Regions from separate parts of the Mus musculus genome. Here all the other regions are linked to region 2. The links are chromatin contacts, called in public Hi-C maps. All regions are on one chromosome and are shown on one strand. The core of a region is the stretch at or near the end of the contact, and the rest is flanking DNA. Distances in the headings are between cores, read along the strand shown.

The links. Hi-C and Micro-C count contacts between places; a contact is called where the count stands out from the background.
Region 1: a contact with region 2 is called in a Hi-C map of the N1E-115 cell line, with 4 times the contacts expected there. The contact joins two enhancer-like sites. A contact is called at or near these places in 2 of 484 Hi-C or Micro-C datasets (the N1E-115 cell line and nephron progenitors).
Region 3: a contact with region 2 is called in a Hi-C map of uterus. The contact joins two enhancer-like sites. A contact is called at or near these places in 4 of 484 Hi-C or Micro-C datasets (the N1E-115 cell line, cardiomyocytes, nephron progenitors and 1 more) and 1 of 9 other capture datasets (embryonic stem cells).

The regions. Positions count from the first base shown.
Region 1 is chr9:116,963,892-116,967,884 of GRCm38.p6, reverse strand. The region is part of intron 3 of Rbms3 (RNA binding motif, single stranded interacting protein); the gene reads left to right. Among named protein-coding and RNA genes, the nearest start is that of Gm39452, 230 kb to the left of the region's middle. Within about 2 kb of position 2,079, at least 16 of the 459 cell types and tissues checked have an H3K27ac peak or open chromatin away from gene starts, as enhancers often do. A contact at or near this core is called in the N1E-115 cell line, where this site is marked.
Region 2 is chr9:117,393,134-117,396,714 of GRCm38.p6, reverse strand. It overlaps a transcript of Rbms3 not described here. Among named protein-coding and RNA genes, the nearest start is that of Gm39451, 81 kb to the right of the region's middle. Within about 2 kb of position 2,309, at least 22 of the 459 cell types and tissues checked have an H3K27ac peak or open chromatin away from gene starts, as enhancers often do. A contact at or near this core is called in the N1E-115 cell line and uterus, where this site is marked.
Region 3 is chr9:117,028,821-117,032,766 of GRCm38.p6, reverse strand. The region is part of intron 3 of Rbms3 (RNA binding motif, single stranded interacting protein); the gene reads left to right. Among named protein-coding and RNA genes, the nearest start is that of Gm39452, 160 kb to the left of the region's middle. Within about 2 kb of position 1,311, at least 58 of the 459 cell types and tissues checked have an H3K27ac peak or open chromatin away from gene starts, as enhancers often do. A contact at or near this core is called in the N1E-115 cell line and uterus, where this site is marked.

The sequences.
Region 1 (3,993 bases), core at 830-3,329, 430 kb after region 2:
GGGCCTTGTTCAAAGAGAATTATAACAATAGCGGTAGATCAGGAGGCCCAGCATCTTCCTCTAACAAGAATGAAATTATTTACATAGCCACACATACATGCATACATATACCACATTCACATGGCCACACATACATGTGTACATGTATAAAACAAAAAGAAAATAGCTAGAGAAGCATATATAAGGCTTCTTCTTATAATATTCCCAGTTATGGGCTTTGCTTTCTCTTCCTGCATGCATGGTGGATTCTGAAGATGGGTGTTGACTCTGAGCATCCCACACCAGCCATTTTGGGGATTCACTGAGTCTAAATATAGAGCACAGTATCACAGCTTGGCAGTGGTTCCCCTCCAATCAACGCTTGCTCACTAAGACCAGTACCTCTGCTCTGTGCTTGGGAGAACTCTATCGCCGCTGCCTGTTGTAAGACTGGAGCAAGGGGAGGAAGAGGGGAATGGGCAATCAGAGCTTAGATGGTAATCAGTTCTGCCTACCCAGTGGCCTGCAGTGACAGTGTTCTTATAGCTTGCTCCCATCATAGCTACAAACTCAGTAGGATGTTTTGTGAGTACCCCAGGCCCGTTCCTGCAGCCATCATTCTAACATTACCTTCTCTCTATACCAATGGAAGAGACATGTTGCTCAGATAATTCACAGACATCTATGAATGCAGCCTTTCAGCAAAGAGAGGCTTTCTGGAGGTTGGCCTGAAATTTATATCTACATTGACTGCTTGTTAAATCTCTGCCATGCAATAAAGTAATAATTGCCCCAGAAGAAGGCTAGGTAAACTGTGTGGACACTGAGTCTCAATAACACTTGGGCATTTCACCCGTCTCCTCAATAATGATCTTGATCCTAGTTTTGACTCTCAGTCAGCAGCAGTAATGTCTCCTATTTAAGAAAAGTCAACTGTACATGGTGATTTGGTAGACCCATCTGAACTCGGGTATAGCTCGGTATGATTTCTCAGGCACTATAAACAGAGAGAATGTCCGATTTTCAAGTGGTACTTGAAAGCAAGTTCCTTCACTTGTTGAGTTTGTCTGTCTTGTAACTGTTTTATTCAACCAGACTAAAAATCTTATGTCTTTTACCTAGCCTTTACTTTTTGTTTTTTGTTTGTTTTGTGCACAAATTGTAGTCTGTTCACCTCACCTGGAAACAGAGGTTTGCTTGTCCTTTCCAGGTATTACAGCAGTACTTCTGTATACCTACCTCCTGATCTAACTCACATGTGCACATAAAATGGGATGCAGACACGCACAAACACATGCACACAAACACACACACATATACACAGAGATACATACAAACATATACACACAAACACACACATACACACACAAACACATACAAACATGCACAGAAACACACACATACAAACACACATATACATACACACATAAATACACACACACATACAAACACACACATACAGACACACACAAACAGATACACACATACAAACACACACACATACAAACACACATACACACATACACACATACACACCCCATGTGTGTATCAACCGTTGAATATGTAAAGAGACTTTAATGAAACTCCAAACCCATCTTTGCACAATGGGTTTTGAAGGATAAAGGTCCCTGGAATATGTCACCTCTGACTGCAGGAGACAGACAAAGGGCCCTCGGGTGATACTGTAGAGTTAAGTTGTAATTAATATAGATTATTTCTCTAGAAGGTCATCCCACTGGTAGTGCCATGTAATAACAAAACCTTAAGTAAGCGCAGAAGGTACAAAGCATTTCAGGGAAGCATTGATTAAGCCTGTGGATGGAAGACCGAATTCTCAGAATGACCTAATTATCCCACAGTTCCTTTCCTCCCATGGCGCCACTTCCGCCTAATTGCCAAGCTGCAGGCCTGGTCTCCTCTGACCAGGAAGAAAAACAAGCTCTGGCTGGTGGGGGGTGGGGGTAGGAGGGAACAGTGACATTCAGATCTAATTGGCTTGAACCTGTGGCCAAATTAGATGACATAAGAAGGAGGTGGGTGCGCAGCCACCAAGTTGAGTTTGTCCTGGCTAGCCTTTCCTGGGGTGCTGCAGGGTAGAAAGCACCATGAGCTGGGTGGGGCTGCTCTGCTGCCTTTCTCCTGCCAGCTGCAGGGGCAGAGGTGGCCGTGACCAGACTTAATTATTTGTCGGGAAGGAGAGCAAATTGAAACCAAATTAAAGTGATTTTTATCCCTCACTCAACGCATCGCTGTTTCTTATTAGAGCCAGCCTTGTATGTCATTTTGTTTTCTCCCGGCCGTGATGTAGCTCTTACCCTCGTAAACCTCCAAGACGCCACGTTTTCTTCCAGAATGGAAATATCTTTCACGGTTTCTTGAGACATTTTGACCTCTGGTCCCTCACTTAGACCAGTAAAAGTATACATGAATATCCCACAACTGGAGAGTGTTTACTCGCTCTTTATTCTAAGTCTGTATGCAGAATCTTTTGCTTCTTGTTGGCTTGGAGCCACCCCCACAAGTGTGGGGTCCCTCATTGTCCCCAGAATTCAGTCAAAAATTTCCCGAGAGAAAGCTCAGGGTGCCTTGTGGAAATTGGCTAAGTATGTATAGGAGCACAGCCTCCTGAAGAGCCAGACCTAGATTCTCTAATATACTGTGTGGAGAATGGGACTTGAAGTACAAGGAGGAATCTGATGTGTGGGGCAAAAACATCTCCTGTACTAGCTTTGTCAGCTAGCCTATTTCAGCCTATCTGCAGGTGGCAAAGGCTGCCATTTACAGCTACTTAAGATGTTACATGGTCCTCCTCCTCCTCCTCCTCCTCCTCCTCCTCCTCCTCCTCCTCCTGGGAGGTGGAAGTCCCACCTTCTTCCTTTCATCCAGTAACTGACTTCTGCCTTCTTTATTGACACTATCAAGAACCAACCCTCTACCTGCTGAAGGAAGAAATGAATTCAGGGCTATGATGTGGGAAAGGAAGCAAGTCATTGGGGTGGCCTTGTGGGTTTATAAACCAGCCCCCTTCCTACCTGCTCTCTGCCTGACTGTCGATACTGTGACCAGTTTTCTCCTGTTCTTGCTGCCATGCCTCCCCGCTATGACAGAACTAAGAGCCGGGATAAGCCATTCCCTTTCAGTTGCTTGTGTGGGGCACTTGGTCACAGCACTGACTGAGATACGTAACACACACACAGCCAGGGCGCTTCTTCCTTCCAGTGACTGTGGGTTCTGGGGCAGCATGTCTATGTCTGTGCAGAGGTGCCTGGGCCTGCGCCTTCTTGGATAGGATGTTTTATGAATTGTCTACTTGTTTTCACAAAGCTTGGATCTCTTCTCAGCTTGGTCTCCCCTACTTTCCTACTTCTTGCTCAAAACTACAAAGAAGTCTATAGCGTGCCCTAGTAGTTGGCCAAAAAATACTTCTGAATCGCTGAAATGAGTTTTAGTCATTTCCTTTGAATTCACACAATAAGGACACACACACACACACACACACACACACACACACACTCATCTTATAAAGAAAATGAAAACTCAGTTAACCCAATTGAAGGATGAGAGATGACTCCATTAGTTTAAGTGTTTGCAGTACACTAATGAGGCTCTAGGCTCAAACCCAGCACCCATATGAAACATTAGACATAATGATAGACATTTGTAATTGTAATGCTAGAAGATGGAGACAGGCAAATCCCTGGGGCTTACTGGCCACCCAGTCTTGCCTACACAGTAAGTTCCATATGCATTAGACACCATGTCTCAATAAACAAGGTAGACGGGTTCTACCTCAGCACCTAAGTTCTAGGAATGACACCTAAGGTTGAGCATTGGGTTCCTCACACATGTGCACATTGGGAATACATATGTCACACACATACATGTGAATTCATATGTCACATACATGCACATGTAAACACGTATGTACACACATGCACACAACCCTCCAGCATTGACTTCCTATCTTCTATCTAATTTTGTCTCTCAATACTCCCCATTAGCCAAGCTTTTATA
Region 2 (3,581 bases), core at 1,060-3,559:
TTGCCTGTATCTTAGAAAACTAAAAAGTAAATCCAGCTGGCATAACGTGATGTCAGGGAGGTTTGTAATCAGGCAAAGAATTCCTCTGTCTAGGCTTGATCATGGGTCCCCACGTGTTGGCTGCTTGCTTTTCATGAATGAGCATACATGGTCCTTCAGCTTCTCAGCCTAACACTGCAGCCCTCAGGACTGGAGATGAACACTTAACATGTTATTTCACAGTTTGTATGTATGCATGTGCCTGTACCCATAAGGATGTGTGTGCATATATGCATGAGGATGTATGTGCATGTATGCATGAATCCACATGAACATGAAAGCCAGAGGTCAGAGGTCAACCTTGAATATTATTCCTAGGAGGCTGAGCACTTTGGGTTTTGAGAGAAAGTCCATCACCTGTGTGGCTCAAAGGTTAGGTTGGTTGCTGTCCTGTAGGCCCAAGGATCCCCTTGCCCCCACATTCCCAGCCCTAGGATTACATGGGTGGATCACCAATGCTGGCTGTTTGCAAGTGTCCTGGGTCTCTAACTCAGGTCCTCATGTTTGTGTGTCAAGCATTTGTGACAGCCATCTTGCCAGGCCAGCATTGATTGCATTTCATCTGGAGTGAATAGAGCCCCAGGTGTGTGGTGGCCCTGTCATTGTCTCTACCTGTCCTTTATTGGCTGCCTACCTTGTTTTAACATCACCACACATCAGGGCCTCAATCCCAAACCAGCCCTGGCCTTTCCCCTTTTATCATGAGATTTCTCTCTTGTTATTTCTTCTTCACTGAATTCTCATTCCCCACTCATCATTATCAAATCCCATTTGCATGTCAAGACTGGCCCTTCATGTCAGTTTCCATGTTTGGTCCTTCAGGGTGATTTAGGGACATCTTTTCTAGACTGGCAATGCTTTGAACATCTAACACCATTTTTCTCTTGTTCAGCCTGGGCCATCTTTTAGTTCTTAGTAACATTTAAGTCAGTCTTTATGCACTGCCCAACCAAAACTACCAGGAGTCCCCTACTAAATGTTCCTCAGTGCCTTCTTCCCATTAGATAAACTCCACTTATTGAATCATTAAGTTTCAGAGAGCTTAGGAAAGACGGCCAGGTGCTCCAGGCCTGGGCTTTCAGCTGAGCCCTAAAACAAGTGACTTACATAGAAGATGACACTGAGATACAGCTTTGTCAGTTTGGTGCTTCATGAGTGAAGCTCTAGCTTCAGCCCTCAGCACCACATAAACCAGGCACGAGGGTGAAAGCTTGTAGCCCAGTACTCAGGGTGGCGGAGGTAGGAGGGTCAGGAGTTCATGACCAGCTTTGACTATGGCTATGTAGGGAGTTTAAGGCCATCTTGAGCTACATGAGACCTAGCCTCTGAAAAAACCAAAACCAAGACCAAGACCAAGAGCAAGACCAAGACCAAGACCAAGACCAAGACCAAGACCAAGACCAAGACCAAAACCAAAACCAAAACCAAAACCAAAACCAAAACCAAACCAAGACCAAGACCAAGACCAAGACCAAAACAAAAGCAAAAACCAAAACCAAAACAAAAACCAAACCAAACCAAACCAAACCAAACAAGCCTAAATAAATTTGATTGAAATATCCTAGAAAAGGCTTCATAATCAAAACTCCAATAAGGACAATATCAATGGACACAGTAACATGGAAGGGAGAGTTTTCAGTGGATCTCACCCCTAGAACTGCAGCTACTAATTACTATTAAGAGGAGAATAGCCACTCCCAGGGATGAGGCCTCTCATTGATTGTCTAATACAGAGTGGTCAGCTCAAAAAAATATACATATTATATGTTTAATATTATTAATATATTTGCATATAATATGTATGTGCAATAGTAATCAAAGAACAGGGCTATCACCTGGAAAGGGGTGGACTGAGAGACGTGTGAAGGAGGGTAGGGAAGGGAAGTTAGAAGTAATGTGATTTTATTTCAATCAGAAACATATTTTAAAACAAGTAACATAAGATAACAAGATGCTTGTGTACTGACCAGCATAGCAGACACCCTCAGAAAAGATGTGATATCATCCAGAAAGAGAATCTGAATTGTTTGTCCTGGTGCTGCATTTATAACTTCTAATCTGACAAAGAGTGGCCACAAGTCTTGTTCACTCTCTAGTACGTAACACGAAATGCCGTTTTCAGAGGATCCATCTCCACTCAATGCAGGATGCTTTCTGTTGACTGTACATGGTACTTAACAAAGACGTCTCACACCAGTGCCCCAAGACAAGTCTGTAATAGCCACCACTTCTGTTTCCAAGCTGCAGACGGTAGGGGTAGACAGAAGTCTGCGTGTGACAGAGCTGAGGGCCTCTTCTCAACCACACGCTTCGCTCTTGGAACAAGGCCAGCTAGGGGCTGTCTGGATTCTCTGTGAGCCGGCTCCAAACTGACATATTTATTATCAAGGAGGGAAAGTCGCCTGATGCTGGATCACTGATGTTTGCCTTGCAGTGTTTTCTTGCAGAAAATTGCAAGAAAGTGATTGAACCGATCTTGGCAAGGAAACCGCAGAGAAATCTGCCCTTTTTTAAGGGCAACGTCTTCAAAACATCCTTGAAGATTGGGAAAATGGGCTATTTCCTTTTTACTCTGTTTTTATAAGATGAATGATATATCAGGAAAATAAATAATGACAGCGTAGGAGGGGTCAGTGGTACTTTTATTTCAGAGACTGGAGAATTCTCATAAAATGTTTTAGCTGTCCTTGTTTAGGATGTTGGGGATTTATTTATAAATGACTATTTGGCCCAATGCTAATAAAATATCTGCATTCTGTTGGTGCAACATACAAATTGTGTGTGTGTGTGTGTGTGTGTGTGTGTGTGTGTGTGTGTGTGTGTGGAGTGTGGGTACAGATGGAGCTCTAGGCGCAACTGCATTTCTTCACAGGAATGTGTTTTGCTATCTGCCTCTCGCCTCCGTCCTAGTGAGCAGCGTTATTAACATCTCTTCAAACTTTTGAAGTGAGCACGCGTGCACACTTAACAGAAATTAGAGGAACTTGGACGGAGCCATGCTTCTTAGCTCTTCTTGGTAATGAAGAGGCACATCCTTAATTAAGAACAATTGAGACGAGTGAAAAGTGTAACCATTTAACGGTATTTTGCAGTGTGGGCTCTGCACCACTTTGGTCAAAGGGATTAAGATACTGTTTGTCTATAAGAACTATAAGTCAGATGCTTAGAAAATTTTCAAGGTAAAATAACTTACAATTTATTGAATTCCAATAGCATCTTGTCCCTGTTGAACTGGTTACGATCCATGGTGCAGGAACTCATTTCTGGTACAGGTGGGCAATACAGAGACTGTGAACCTTCACAGCTTTTGCTGGGATAGATTCTTCTCCCAGCCTCTGATTGCTAGACCTGGAACTTCTGATCATCTTCTATTGAAAGATGGCATTATATTCGGCTCCTTTAGTTTTTTCTTCTTCTTCCCCCCCCCTTCTATCTTACTGAAAAAAAAAAGAAGCTATATAAACCTGGATGGGGCCAGAGAGATGGCTCAGTGGTTAAGACCACTTACTTTCCAGAGAACTCAGGATTGATGTTCACCACGC
Region 3 (3,946 bases), core at 62-2,561, 360 kb after region 2:
GTCTACAGGCCATTTTCTTAACCGAGTTTCCTCTTCTCAGGTAACTTCAGCTCCTGTTGAATTGACAAAGAATGAAAAGAAAAGAACAAACAAACCCTATATTTATATGATATGATACTGGTGGCCACATTGAGAAGAAGAGTAACAAAATGGGGGGTTGACGTTAGGACTTTAAAGCTGAAGGTCCAGTTTGGAAGAACAGAAGTGTAACTGCTCTTGCAGTCTAAGGGATTTCGGGTCTCTCTGCTGGTACCGGGCTCTGTAGTTTGGAAGCAGAAGTTGGAAAGTGAATGGCAAACTTTCCTGATGATGTATGCTTTAAATTTGCATGTGATTGCGTTTCTTGTGGTACTAATATTTTCTCCCTTTCTCGTTATTTTTGACACTTTCAGTGGAAGCCCCTCTCCTTTACTGACTCTTAACTACCAATTTTAATGTCCTAAAGTCTGAATCTCAGCTAACAACAACAAAGTAGACAAAGTCAATAAATTGGGAAAGTCAACCCGTGCAAACCTTGCCTTATCTCTGAGCACATAATTAGGATTAGTTAGCACATGAAAGACTGGGAGCCAGCGCGTATGTTTTGCTGGTAAGCAAATAAATGTCACTGTCTCTAAGTTTTGAATTTGAGACTTTGGAAAGAAGTTAAAATTGCAGTTTATTCCTCGGCTACAGTCTGCAGTGAATCCAGCAAGTGGATCCTGAGCCACCTGACATGACAATTTGAGTCAAATTATTATGTAGAGTCCACAAAGAGTGTTAGACACTTTGAGTTTCATAATTGCAGACTAAGACTGTCCATGAACATTCCTGGAAGAAACAACTTACGTAGACTTCAGACTTCCAGGTCTGACATCAGGCTGTGCCTGTAATTCCATTTATACAGTTTCCAGTTGCTGGTCAGTCCATCCCACTCATGATTTCCTTTCCCACCAGGAAACAGACACAAAAGACTGGAAATTTAACACCAAGGACTCTTCAAGAAAAATAAGCCAAATGACCCAAAAGATCAATGGTGGTTGAGCTGCTCCTGGTAGATCAGTCTTAGGGCAAAGGTTATATAATATTCCTGGTTTGGTGGCAGGGGCATGAGACTGTACATACCCTCGTGCACCTTTGATATTTAAAATGCATCCATCCAAACAAATGGTCTTCCAACAGTCTATCTGCTCTTCATACCCTAGCAAGCCTTCCAGCGGCCCACGGCTGGAGGATATATTTGGAAAGAGTGCTTTTCTACCCTTAGCTCATCCAGGTAACTGGTCCAGAGCAGCCAGGCTCCCTCCCGAGATGTAAATAGCTATTACACGTTGGCGCTGTGTGTCATAAACCGGCTCTGTTATTTCCAGTAAGACTCCTTAGCTGCAGTTCCAAAGAATTGATTACGCAGGTCTCTCTCCTGAACACATCCCTTCCCCACTGACATTTACACTGGTCGAGGGTTTTTATGTAACTCGTTACAGCATCGTCTGAACCTTTAAAAATGGTGTTAGTCTTTCTAGAACCCTCTGGCCCAGGAGAAGCCGTTTATTGCACTTAAATGCTTAGAGTGGGACCCTGAACTTCTCTGATTGGAAAGCCTTTCAAGGAACTGATCTTGTTATTTTCCCAAGCTGGGCTGCAAGGAGCAAACGCAGATATCAGTGACCAAAAGGCCCCCTGCCTTCAAAATGCTGAGAAGCAAGGAAATGATCCCAGCGTTTAAAGCTTTCTAGTTTCCGCCTCTGTGACCCTTATCTGGACAGCTGTGAGGAACCTTGCCAACTGGCTCCCGCCCAGACTTTATGGGATCGCAGTGGAGGAAACGGTCTGGTCAGAAGAAACATTGTACAAATTGTTTCTAGTTTCAAAAACCTGTCTTTTGACAAAGCCATGATTTCCAGCCATGCTTTATTTTCATCTCCCTTCCCCAGCCCCAAGGGTGACTAGCTGTTACCCTACCAAGATTTTTTTTTCTCTTCTTTCGTAACTTCTGTGATTTTTTTTTTTCCATTTTGTTTTTGTTTTTCCAGTCTCTTTTGGGAGGGGTGTGTGAAAAAGCATGTGACCAGGGAACTTCTCTTTGAGAGATACTATATATTTTAAGAATTTCTGTTGCCTTCAGTTTGAATAAAATATCACTGAAGTGATCTTATAAAATGCACTTTTCCCTGCTGTCCCTCATTTCATTCTGTATTTTCTTCCTGGCCTGGCTTTTTCTACATTCCCAGTGGCCATAAAATGCTGGATGTCATCTCAAAATTGAATGCCCATAACTACTGTTGACACTGTCATATATGCTGTAGAAATGGTGTTCAGCTCTGTGTAGAACACTCTAGGCCTTTAGCTTTAGCCCTAGCCAAGAGCTTCAGTTTAAACAAGCTCAGGGGGTGTTAACTTTGTAACCAAAAACTAACAAGAAGCGCTGGAAAGAAAGTGGGTAGAGCTGGGAAGAGGGGAGAAGAAGGGAGAGCAGGGAGGGAAGGGGAGGATTCATTCATTTTGCCTTGCAGATTGACAATACATTTATCTTCTTGGCAGAGAAGGTATTGTGGCTCACGCTGTCCTCCACTGTGATGGCAGGGCTGAGGCAGCTGTCTCACATCTGGGCAGATCTAGAAGCAGTGCAAACTGGAAAATAGCTAAGGTCCATCTCCATTGACTCATTTCTCCCAACCTGGTTTCACTTCCTGAAGACTTCACCAAGCAGTGCCTAAATAGTACCAGCATCTTAGGGAGAAGCTTTCACATGCAAACCTGCAGGGGGCATTGAACATTCAAGGCAGCAGAAGATGGCTTTGTGAGCTAAAAGCCATGTTGAGGGTGTGAGGGCATAGTACTTTTCTGTAAAACAAACAAACAAACAAGAAAACAAAGCAACCACAACAAAACCAAAACTGCACACACACTCTTCTTTCTCTTCACGACTTCTTGGGAAGTTACACCAGTCAGATGTCTTGGCATGTTTTGTGTCATTCGGTACCAGCCTGGTGGGGTTTGCCCTTCCTCTCCTCAATGGTTTTTTTTTTTTTTCTAAAAGTTAGGTAGATTTGATGAGTGTTGGTAACATGAGACATGCATTTAAAATGGAGTCTAGTGGCCAAGCACTCAACAACGAGTGGGATTCATCCTTCTTAGATACGCAATTTAAATTTGATATGGCCTAGTATCTGTCACACTTTTGACATGCATTTCCTGATGTTAGTGATAAGCTATACTGCCCGAGTACTAGATGATAAAGAGATGGACAGTCACTTATAGCCTAGAGGGTTGTCTGAGCATGACAGTTAATGGTGATGTAATGGCCAGTAAGTACTTAAGAGGGATATGTGTTTCCCTTCTAACAACACATATTCCAACTCCTTACATCCTCCAGATTTTCACAGATGAGGCAGTCAAGGTGCTATGATCAAAGTTGTGTGGCCTCCAACCCACGGGGCCATAACAGTCTTAACTCTTATGCCACTGTGCACAAGCAAGGTGCTCTCAGACAAAAAAGACGATGTGTCTAAATCACCTCTAAGCTTGGCAAAGGCACAGAAGAAGCCACAGGGAGGAGGGGGAGGAGGCAGCATTTGAGCTTGACTCTGAAGGATGAGTGGAGGATATTTATCAAGTAGAGATGACAAGAAAAAAAATGTATGCAGAAAAGTAAAGATCTTGGCACAGCCAGGCAACTGCAGAAGTGCACAGCATTTTCCGATGGCTTAAATGTCCCATACCTGCATGGATGGAGCCATTAGCCATGCAACCCGCAGCACAAGCTGGAACCTTGTTATGGAATGGTTTGCACAAAAGCCAAAACAAAGATCTTGTGGCCAGACAGTGTGGACTTTTGTGCATGAACAAAATAACATCTCTGAAGCTGAATTTTGGAGTCAGTTTGGGGAAGAGAATCGGATTGTCCAAGGCAGATGAAAGCATCATGAAGAGACAGGCTAAGAGGATGTGGCCTTCCTACTAAATA